Linked DNA regions of Mus musculus: region 2 is linked to region 1. Evidence: chromatin contacts called from public HiChIP or PLAC-seq data. All regions are on one chromosome and are shown on one strand. Each heading gives the region's core, a stretch centred on a gene start, on an enhancer-like site or on the middle of the called end of the contact. The rest is flanking DNA. Distances are from core to core; before and after follow the strand shown.

The links. HiChIP or PLAC-seq counts read pairs in DNA pulled down with a chosen protein or histone mark.
Region 2: a contact with region 1 is called in an H3K4me3 HiChIP or PLAC-seq map of embryonic basal ganglia, with 3 times the contacts expected there. The contact joins two enhancer-like sites. A contact is called at or near these places in 2 of 484 Hi-C or Micro-C datasets (cortical neurons and embryonic stem cells) and 2 of 115 datasets of contacts at active chromatin or transcription factors (embryonic basal ganglia and embryonic stem cells).

The regions. Positions count from the first base shown.
Region 1 is chr2:170,533,277-170,537,393 of GRCm38.p6, forward strand. No RefSeq gene overlaps it. Among named protein-coding and RNA genes, the nearest start is that of Gm40001, 22 kb to the right of the region's middle. Within about 2 kb of position 1,340, at least 12 of the 459 cell types and tissues checked have an H3K27ac peak or open chromatin away from gene starts, as enhancers often do. A contact at or near this core is called in embryonic basal ganglia, where this site is marked.
Region 2 is chr2:170,836,441-170,841,018 of GRCm38.p6, forward strand. The region is part of intron 5 of Dok5 (docking protein 5); the gene reads left to right. Among named protein-coding and RNA genes, the nearest start is that of Gm35033, 63 kb to the left of the region's middle. RefSeq lists an enhancer at 1-3,001. Within about 2 kb of position 1,966, at least 59 of the 459 cell types and tissues checked have an H3K27ac peak or open chromatin away from gene starts, as enhancers often do. A contact at or near this core is called in embryonic basal ganglia, where this site is marked.

The DNA of each region.
Region 1 (4,117 bases), core at 90-2,589:
GTAGTTAGACAGAGAGAGGTGGTGTCAGAGGGATGAGTATGCATTGTACAGAATCATCCTTGGAGCCAAAAGGTCACCCTCTCCATCAGATCTGCTGCCTCCGCTGGAGAAACATCATCTCAGCTGGACCTGTGGACTATCTCCGAGAGGAAGGGGGTGGGAGGTAACTGGACCCTGACCCAAGTATATACAACTGTTCCTCCCAATTTTGCCCTAATTGCATATGGCGTTTATGTCTCAGGCGGGGCTAGGGAAGACAGACTGAGGGTGACCAGAGGGAGAGGACCCACCTAAAAAGACATGGGGAAGAAGCCATCCTCCATGCTGGCTTTAGCAGCCATCATCTATACTTGGTGTAGACTTTTCAGTGTGGATTCTTTGGGGGTCACCCATGCCTGAAAACGCTCACTCATGGTCTGTTAGGAAGCCCCACAAGCTCATCGTTTCTCCAGGGGGAACGGCTTCACAGAGAAGAACTGGGCCTGAGGAAGAGAGGGTAGGGGCACTGACTCCCTCCATCCCCAACCCAGGTCTGAAATCCTCACGACAGCATGTCACATAAACGGTTTTCGAGAGCCTTCCCCACCCTACTCCCCGGCCCCATTTCCCACTATGGTATTTAGTGCGATTTTTTTTACTTTATTCAAAATCAGACTTTTCAAGGAAAGGGTAAGAGTGGTTAGAAGCGACTCATTCCTCTCTATGTTAGAGAGTAAAAGAAAATGTGTCCCCCTTTCTGAATGTGTGTGAGTGTGTGTGTGTGTGTGTGTGTGTGTGTGTGTGTGTGTGTGTTCTCATGCGCACAAGTGCATGTGCCAGCACACTGATCTTTCTTCTAGGCTTCATCACTTATTGGGCACAGGAAAATAATGGAATTAAATTTCCTCTTTTTCTTGTTCTGCAAACCTCCAGAGGGGCTGCTATAAATGCCACACCGACTTTGTTTCCCGAAAAACAATTTTCCTGTCAGCCTGACGGGTCCCTTTGACACACCCTATTATTAGTCTGTGATGAATTCTTTAAAGAGCATCAAACTATAGACTTGAGCATATTTTTGTCACTTCACCAAATTCCCCACTAACTCGAGGCTCTTTTCTGAGTCACTAATTATTCATAAAAGCTGGCAAGATTGCTTTATTTTATCCTTCCGATGAAATGCATTAAAGTTTAAGGAAAACCCTTAACTGAGCTTAAAATGTCAAAGAGACGTTAGGAATTGCAAAGTCATTCCCAGCTAAAATGAATTAAAGAAGAAAGGAAGGAAGGAAGGGAGGGAGGGAGGGGAGGTAACAGGCAGACAGTGCTCAGAAACCATTATAGAATGGGGCCACTAAGCAGGAACCAGGAAGGGGGATAGGGTGGGGCTGGGTGTTCATGGCTTTCCTCCTATCACTATACATGGTGCCCTGAAAACCACCCTGGAAAATGGGGCGGGCGGCGGGGGGGGGGGGCGGGGGCGGGGCGAAAAGCCTGAGACAGAGCAGCAAAGATGGGACTCCTACAGTGAGCCACTGAAACTTCTGCTTTCTCTCCAAAGTCTTTAATCTCAGGATGATACTCAAGAAACAGAGGGGTTTAAAAAAAAAAACAAAAACAAAAAAACCTCAGATAATTTAGCTGTGTACGTCAGGAAGTCATTGGCTCAAGCTCACTAAACACATCACATTTGCGCATGCGCGCACCCAGGTACACTGTGTCTGCGTTGGTAACGTTCCTTCTCTGATGACACTAACGGTGCGTTGTGAGACATGATCTCTCAACCTACGTGATCTCTCAACCGACCTACAACCTGCAGACTAGGCTGGGCTGGTGGGCCAGTGTGCACCAGGGGTCTGCCTGTCTCAGCCTCCCTGGCAATGGAACTACGTGTGTGTGTGTGTGTGGGGGGGGGGGGGGGGGGGTTGCCACTCCAAGTTTCTCTTCTAACAAACTCTGGCAGTCTCTCGGTGACATCCCAGAAGTTGGCACGCATGTCTTTGACAAGAAGACAGTCACTCTTTCTCCAACAGCCCACGTTTGATCTTTAACCAATGCTATGTATGTTCTTGGCCGCGTCAGCTCTTCACAATGCTATGCACCGCCATCTTGTCAAAGCTACACCTTCTCTTGCCTGGGACATACCTAACTTTTGTACCAGTTATTTTCCTGTTCTTGTGACAAAGTTTGACAGAAGCGGCTTGAAAACGAAGGGCTTATTCTGCTTCGTGGCTTAAGGTTCCAGTCCATCATGGCGGCAGGAGCTGGAGACAGCTGCTCACATTGCGTCTCTAGTTGGGAAAGATGCACTGTGGCGCTCCACTCACTTTCCCTTCTTTATTAATTGTGGGATCCAGTCCATGGGATGGTGTCACCCACAGAGGGCAGACCTTTCCTCCTCAGTTAAACATTTCTGGGAACTCAAATAGACCCACCACTGGTATGATCCTAAGTCCCATGAAGTCGTCAATCAGAATCAACCATCACAGCTTCCTGTGTGTCCTGCTTGTCTCCTGGCCTCTGAGCCTGCTTTTCTACAGTGCATGAAGAACAGCCATGGTCATATTAAAAAGTAAATTAAATTATATTGTTCTCCTGCTCAAAATTCTCAAGTGGCTTCTAACTGTGCTTCTAATTAAATCCATGCTAATTACCAGGTCTTATAAAACCCTAGATCACAGGGCAGGAGACTGAGCCAAATCTCACCTGCTCCCATAAATGAGGTTTTATTGCAGTATAACTATGCCCACTCATTTACATATTACCTATGGCAATGCTTCCCTCTGTGATGGCAGTATTGAGTAATTTTGATGAAGGCCAAAGGACTTAGAGAGTCTAAATATTACTGCCTGGTTCAGTAAGGAGGGGCTTGCTAGCCCATTCCAGATGGTATGCCCCTGCCTCCCTGTCTGAAGTCATCACTAGCTCCCTCCCCTCTTGTGCTCTCTCCTGCCACCAAGTCCCCCCCCCCTTCCTTGAACTCCCTCTCTTTCTCCCACTGTAGAGTTTCAACATGTGGTATGTGTTGTGTTTTATAGAAAGATACAGGGAAAAGGGTGTGGTGGAGGTGTAGTCAGGTGTGGGGGCAGGGGGTGCCTCTGCAGCCCATGCTGAGGCATCCCTTCCCCTGAGGGAGCAGCCATAGTATAGAATAGAGTTTATTCGGGTTACAGAAAGAGGAGTTGAGGGAGGAGAGACAGAGAAAGGCAGAGAGAGAGAGAGAGAGAGAGAGAGAGAGAGAGAGAGAGAGAGAGAGAGAGAGTAGAGGAGTAGAGGCCAGCCATGAGCTCATGGAGAGTGGGGAGGGGAATGGGGAAAGAAGGTAAGGAATGGGAGTAGGAGAGCAAGAGAGAGGGGAGGGGGCAAGCAGCCCCTTTTATAGTGTTGCCAGGTAGCTGTGGGGCAGAGTCTGGACTAAATGCCAGCAGTATGTCCTGCCTGGGATGCCCTCTGAACCACAGGGCTCACTCCCTGGCCTCATCTCAGCTCCATTCCACGGTCACCGTCCAACCACATCCCTGGCTTTGTGTCGCTGCCTGACACACACACGAACTCATTGTTTTCTCTGTTTCCATCAGCATCTAAGTTCTATAGAATCAAGGATCTTCTCATGTATGGATGTTTGGGGTGCATGTGTGTGTATATGGGTTTGTGCCTATGGACATACATTGCAGAATGTGTGTAGAGACCAGAGGTGAGTGTCAGGTGTCTTCCTCAATTGATCTCCACTGAGCCTGGAGCTCTCTGGTTGGGTTAGGCTGGTCAAGCTATCTCTGCTTCCCCACTGGGAATATGGGCTCGCACCGCCACACTTGCTGTTTTTATGTAGGTGCTGGGATTTGAACTCAGGTTTTCATGCTTGTGCAACAAGCACTTTCCTCACTGGTACTCAGTGAGGAAAGGCTCTTAAGTGAGTCCTTTGTTTAACCCATAACAGTACCAGGCTGTGGTAAGTACTCATTGGTACTTGTTGGGTAAGTTAACTTAGCAACCAGTGTCTGTGAGGCAGGAGCTGTGCTCAAAGGCAGCGAGTGGTGCAGGAAGCACGCATGCCTATGGCTCTCCAGATTTTTCTAAGACCTGAGATGGAAGGCAAATGTCCTTGGCTACAATGCATTATCATAGAAGGCCTTGAGGTCCA
Region 2 (4,578 bases), core at 716-3,215, 300 kb after region 1:
ATATCATCTATAATCTTGTCAGCATCTCATTCCTTACTTATGAAGCCATCTTTACATGTTTAAGGAGGCCTCCATCAGTGAGTCACAGACTTAGGAAGAGCATCCTGATTTGATATTCCTCTATCCCTTGGCTAGTGTATTAATGCCCTTAGCTCGGGTTTAGTTGGTGAACCCCCATTTGCTCTTTTCTCTTGGAGCCTGGGCACACCTTTCCTGGGTAGCTGTGCAGTTGGGGCCAAGCCTCTGGGACCTTCTACCTATGTCTCCCTTCACCTCCCAGGACAAGTACATTCAACCCTATTGCCATTTTTTTCCCCATGAAGAAATTTGAAGATGAAGCATAAAAATTGTAATAACCTGCGACTGCACAAAGATTTCCTCCTGACAATAACAGTAACAATTCAGGTATTCTAGAGGCCTAAAGCTTTGTTGCTTCTTTTGTCTGAGGTGTTTGTCTTTAGCCTGCTGCTTCCGCTGCTCTGGCTCTGACATCTCACTTACACACATCAACCTGCCAGAGGCCACAGCTTTCCATGGGAAGATCCAATGGCAGAGTGCTCTTGGGGCAGCTACGTCCCTATGGATCCTTTCCAGAAGTGCCATTGTTCGCAGAAGGGTGGCAGGTGTCCAGTGAGCTTTCCCTTTTATGTTTGGAGCGGGCTGCTGGCTTCACATGCTTCGGTGGCAGGCTCTACCTCGCCTCCGAATGATTTAAATTAATACCCCGGGTTTCTTCGCCTCTGCAGGAGTGAGAGAGGCTCAGGAGACATTTGGCAGAACGTGCTAAATAATTTCCACACATGAATGCCTTTCTTTACTGACCGGAGAGAGAGTCTCTCTCGGGCCTTTGACATCATTTAAAAAGAAATTTTAGGTAAGCCAAGAAAGGTTCCCGGCACAGATGCTTCCCCTAAACTTATGAAAAGGTTTGTTTTTTTGTTGTTGTTGTTGTTGTTGTTGTTGTTGTTGTTGTTGTTGTTGTTGTTTTGTGTTTTTGTTTTGTTTTTTTGCTTGGGGTGTGAGACCATCTGAACAGACTCGGAGAATAAGTGATAGCTTTTCACATAGCTCACACCAAATGCACGCTCGCTGGTGAGCTCACACTGCGGAGAAGTTGGACTCTCTTCTAACTGAAGGGCCTATAAATAAAACAAAAGCCGCGTTGACGTCTCCTGGACACTCACGACTGGTACTCTCGATGCAAGCCACTGAACACTCTCGAATGTCTCACTCTTTCATGGGCGGTTCATTTCTTATTATCAAGGAAGGGGAAGGGAAGTGGGCAGGGTACCTTCCTTTTCACTATGTTGAACAGAGGAGTTCAAATAGGATGCTGGGTCTTGCACACAGACCTGCTCAGGAGAAACGAAATCCTCTTCTTCCACCAGGATTTGGAAATGATGGTGTCCCAGTTTTCCTCACTCTGTGTTAAAATGCTCTGAACCTCAAGACTGGCTTCACTTCCGAGCCCAAATGTGCGTCCAGGCTCCTCCCCCAAGACAGGTGCCATCTCCAACATCATCAGTCAGATTGGCATCCGTGTGACATTGTTCTGGGATGTGGTCCTTACCTTCCCTCTGAGATGAAGATGTGAAGAGATGTCCTTCCAGGAGCATCCGAGCTAAAACCAATGGCTGGAGGGAAGGGAGGAAGGGAGTAACATGATGCCAACACTCCTGCTTCTGTCTCTTTTCCTGCTCCTGCATGCATGAACCCCTGAGGAAGTTTTTCGCCTGTGTTTTCTGAAGAGAGCTGACCAGCCCTGCCTGCCCTGCTGGGTTATGCAAGGCCATTAGTCTGACTGATGTGTTTTTCTTGTATTGCCTTGGGCCCTCCCCCCACTGTGCTGTTTTGTCAAAGCCTAGAGCTACATTTTAATGTGTTGAGAGGGTGCTGATGAAAGAGCTCTAGGCCAATCAGTCAGACAAAGCAAGCAGGATGGGAGGGCCTGGGCACCAAGATTAGAAGAGGCCGGAAGGGAATTGTGTGAGAAGCAGAGGTTTTGTCAGTTCCCCACTGTGTGGGCCGCACAGTACAACTAAAGGTCACACATCATTTACTAAACAGACAAGAAAACTCCGACATTCAAACCAGAGGCCGCGCCGCGTGTCTGCTCTACTGAGAGATGTGAAAGCGAGCCAAGAGTGAAGTTTTGATGCCGTAGCCATTTTGCTATGCTTTGGTCCTTTGTTTTTGACCCCAGCATCTGAAAGATTTAAATGCTACTACTAAAGAAAGGATCTGCACTATGTTTTTAAAAGGAGACATTGGATGAGGCTGGGGATATAGCTCTGTTGGTAGAAGGCTTACCTCCCATGCACAAAGCCTTGGGTTTGCACTGTACCACTTGCTGAAATTGAGCACCGTGACTCACTCCTGTAAACCAGCACTCCGGAGGTAGAGGCGGGAGAGAGATCAGCAGTTTGCGCTCTCATGGTTGAATGCATATTGACTTGGAGGATAGGATGCGCTGATGACATCCTATCTCAAGATAAACAAGCAAACATTCAGGCATTGTCCAAAAGGGTCACTTTTTTTTTTTTTTTTTGGTTTTTCGAGACAAGGTTTCTCTGTATAGCCCTGGCTGTCCTGGAACTCACTTTGTAGACCAGGCTGGCCTCGAACTCAGAAATCCGCCTGCCTCTGCCTCCTGAGTGCTAGGATTAAAGGCGTGCGCCACCACACCGGGCTTCACTTTTTTCTTCAAAGTTGCTCTTGCCAGTTGATGAGTGATGATGTAGAGAGAGCATTGTCCTGTGAGCATTGTATTCTTTACTGTCACATGAGCATCGAGGACGAAGACCAAGAAGGAAGGAAGCTTTATCATGGAGCCTAATCTATGATCGATCAATCCATAGATCAATACATGCATGGATTCGGTAATAACTGAAACCACATTTTCTACCATGAGTTTTAGTCAAAACAAAACCAAGCTGATCAAGGCCCCTGGAGCACCTCTTCCGAGCCTTCTTGCCCTCAAGGGACAGGGCAAAGAGTAGGTGACTTCTTCCCCTTAAAGAGTCAATTAAGACTACTTCTTCCTCTTAATAATACAAATTCATATACTCTGTGTTTGTGGAATGGGGAGAGATGTGTAAAAATCACAAAATCTAATAGAACTTGGTGCAAGGAAGTGGTATCAAGGTTTTATGGCTTACGTGCAAAGGAGCTGAGAGTGGAGTTTGTGGTGGCATAAGATGTCTTCATGAAACACATCACGGAAAAGTGTCCAGGATCTCACCTTTTGTACTTTATTGGATAGGTACAACATAATGATTAAAATCCCATAATCAGCGTCCCTGACATTATCTTCTCAAGCTTACCTGATTGACACCAAATTCTCTCTCCCCTCTTCTCATAAACCCACATTTATGACATTTAATATAAGCAATATTTGCCATTATTGGGCCCTAACATATAGCTGTGGCACTGGGCTAACTATGAACTTGGACTGGAATATATTTCCTTGTTCTAGGGCATTAATTGCGCCTCCTGGACAAGACTCAGAAACAACAACAGCTTGAGCTGGATACGTGCTTAGCTTCTTCATGGCGTTACACAGTTTTTCAGACATGAACGTACCTTAGGCAGTAAGTAAGGCAGTGTTCACACTCTCAGCAAGAGATAGAAAGGAGAGGCTTCAGAGGATCAGATCCTTTAAAGCAGGCAGATACAAACTCTACCATTGTTGACTATAAATCCATACTAGAACCCGTTACAGTCAGTCTTGCTGCGTGTGATTTTACCCATTCTTTAAGAGAGGGATAGTAGGGGACTGGAGTGACGTCTTAGCAGCTAGGGGTACAAGGACTCAGAGTTGATACTCATCACCCACATGGTGGTTCATAACACACTGTAACTCCAGTTCTGGGGGGATACAGTGGCCTCTTCTGACCTACAAGGGCATTAGGCATGCATGTGGAGCACACACACACACAGCAAACAAAACACCCATACACATAAAGTAAATATTTTTAAATTAAAATATTCATAGTAATTAAATATATTTCCATATGCACACACACACACACACACACACACACACACACACATATACACTAAAATATATGTAACTGAAAAAAATTTGGTTTGCTCTCGCCTAATGGTACCTGGCCAGCTCCCTTTATCAGTTTGTTTCTGGATTTTTGTGGTCTGAGGTGGATTTTCTCAATCACCAGTCACCAAACCCATATACATTGCTTTCCTGGAAGAATTTCCCACATGTCCCACACATTAATTCAGCAGAGTCGTGTTCCTTAAGGAAGAGTGATGGGTTGCATTTGATTCAGCATGCTGGCCAGAAGCTGGACCATAATTTGATCTGGGGTTTTGGAAATGAAAGAATCCTTAAGGCTTTTGTCTGCAGGGGAGCTTAGAACAGTGGGGAAGAGAGACGGAAACCCCCTCTTCCCCCTGGAAGTTACAATCCATATGACGATTTTCTGATGACAGACTGCCCCTGGAGCGGGAGGAGGGACCAGTGCCACAGGGTCTCCTTTGGAGTAGATAGGTGAAATATAGCATTATTACTGAGAATGGAGAAATAGTACTTATCTTCTACCTCAATTTAAAAAGAAA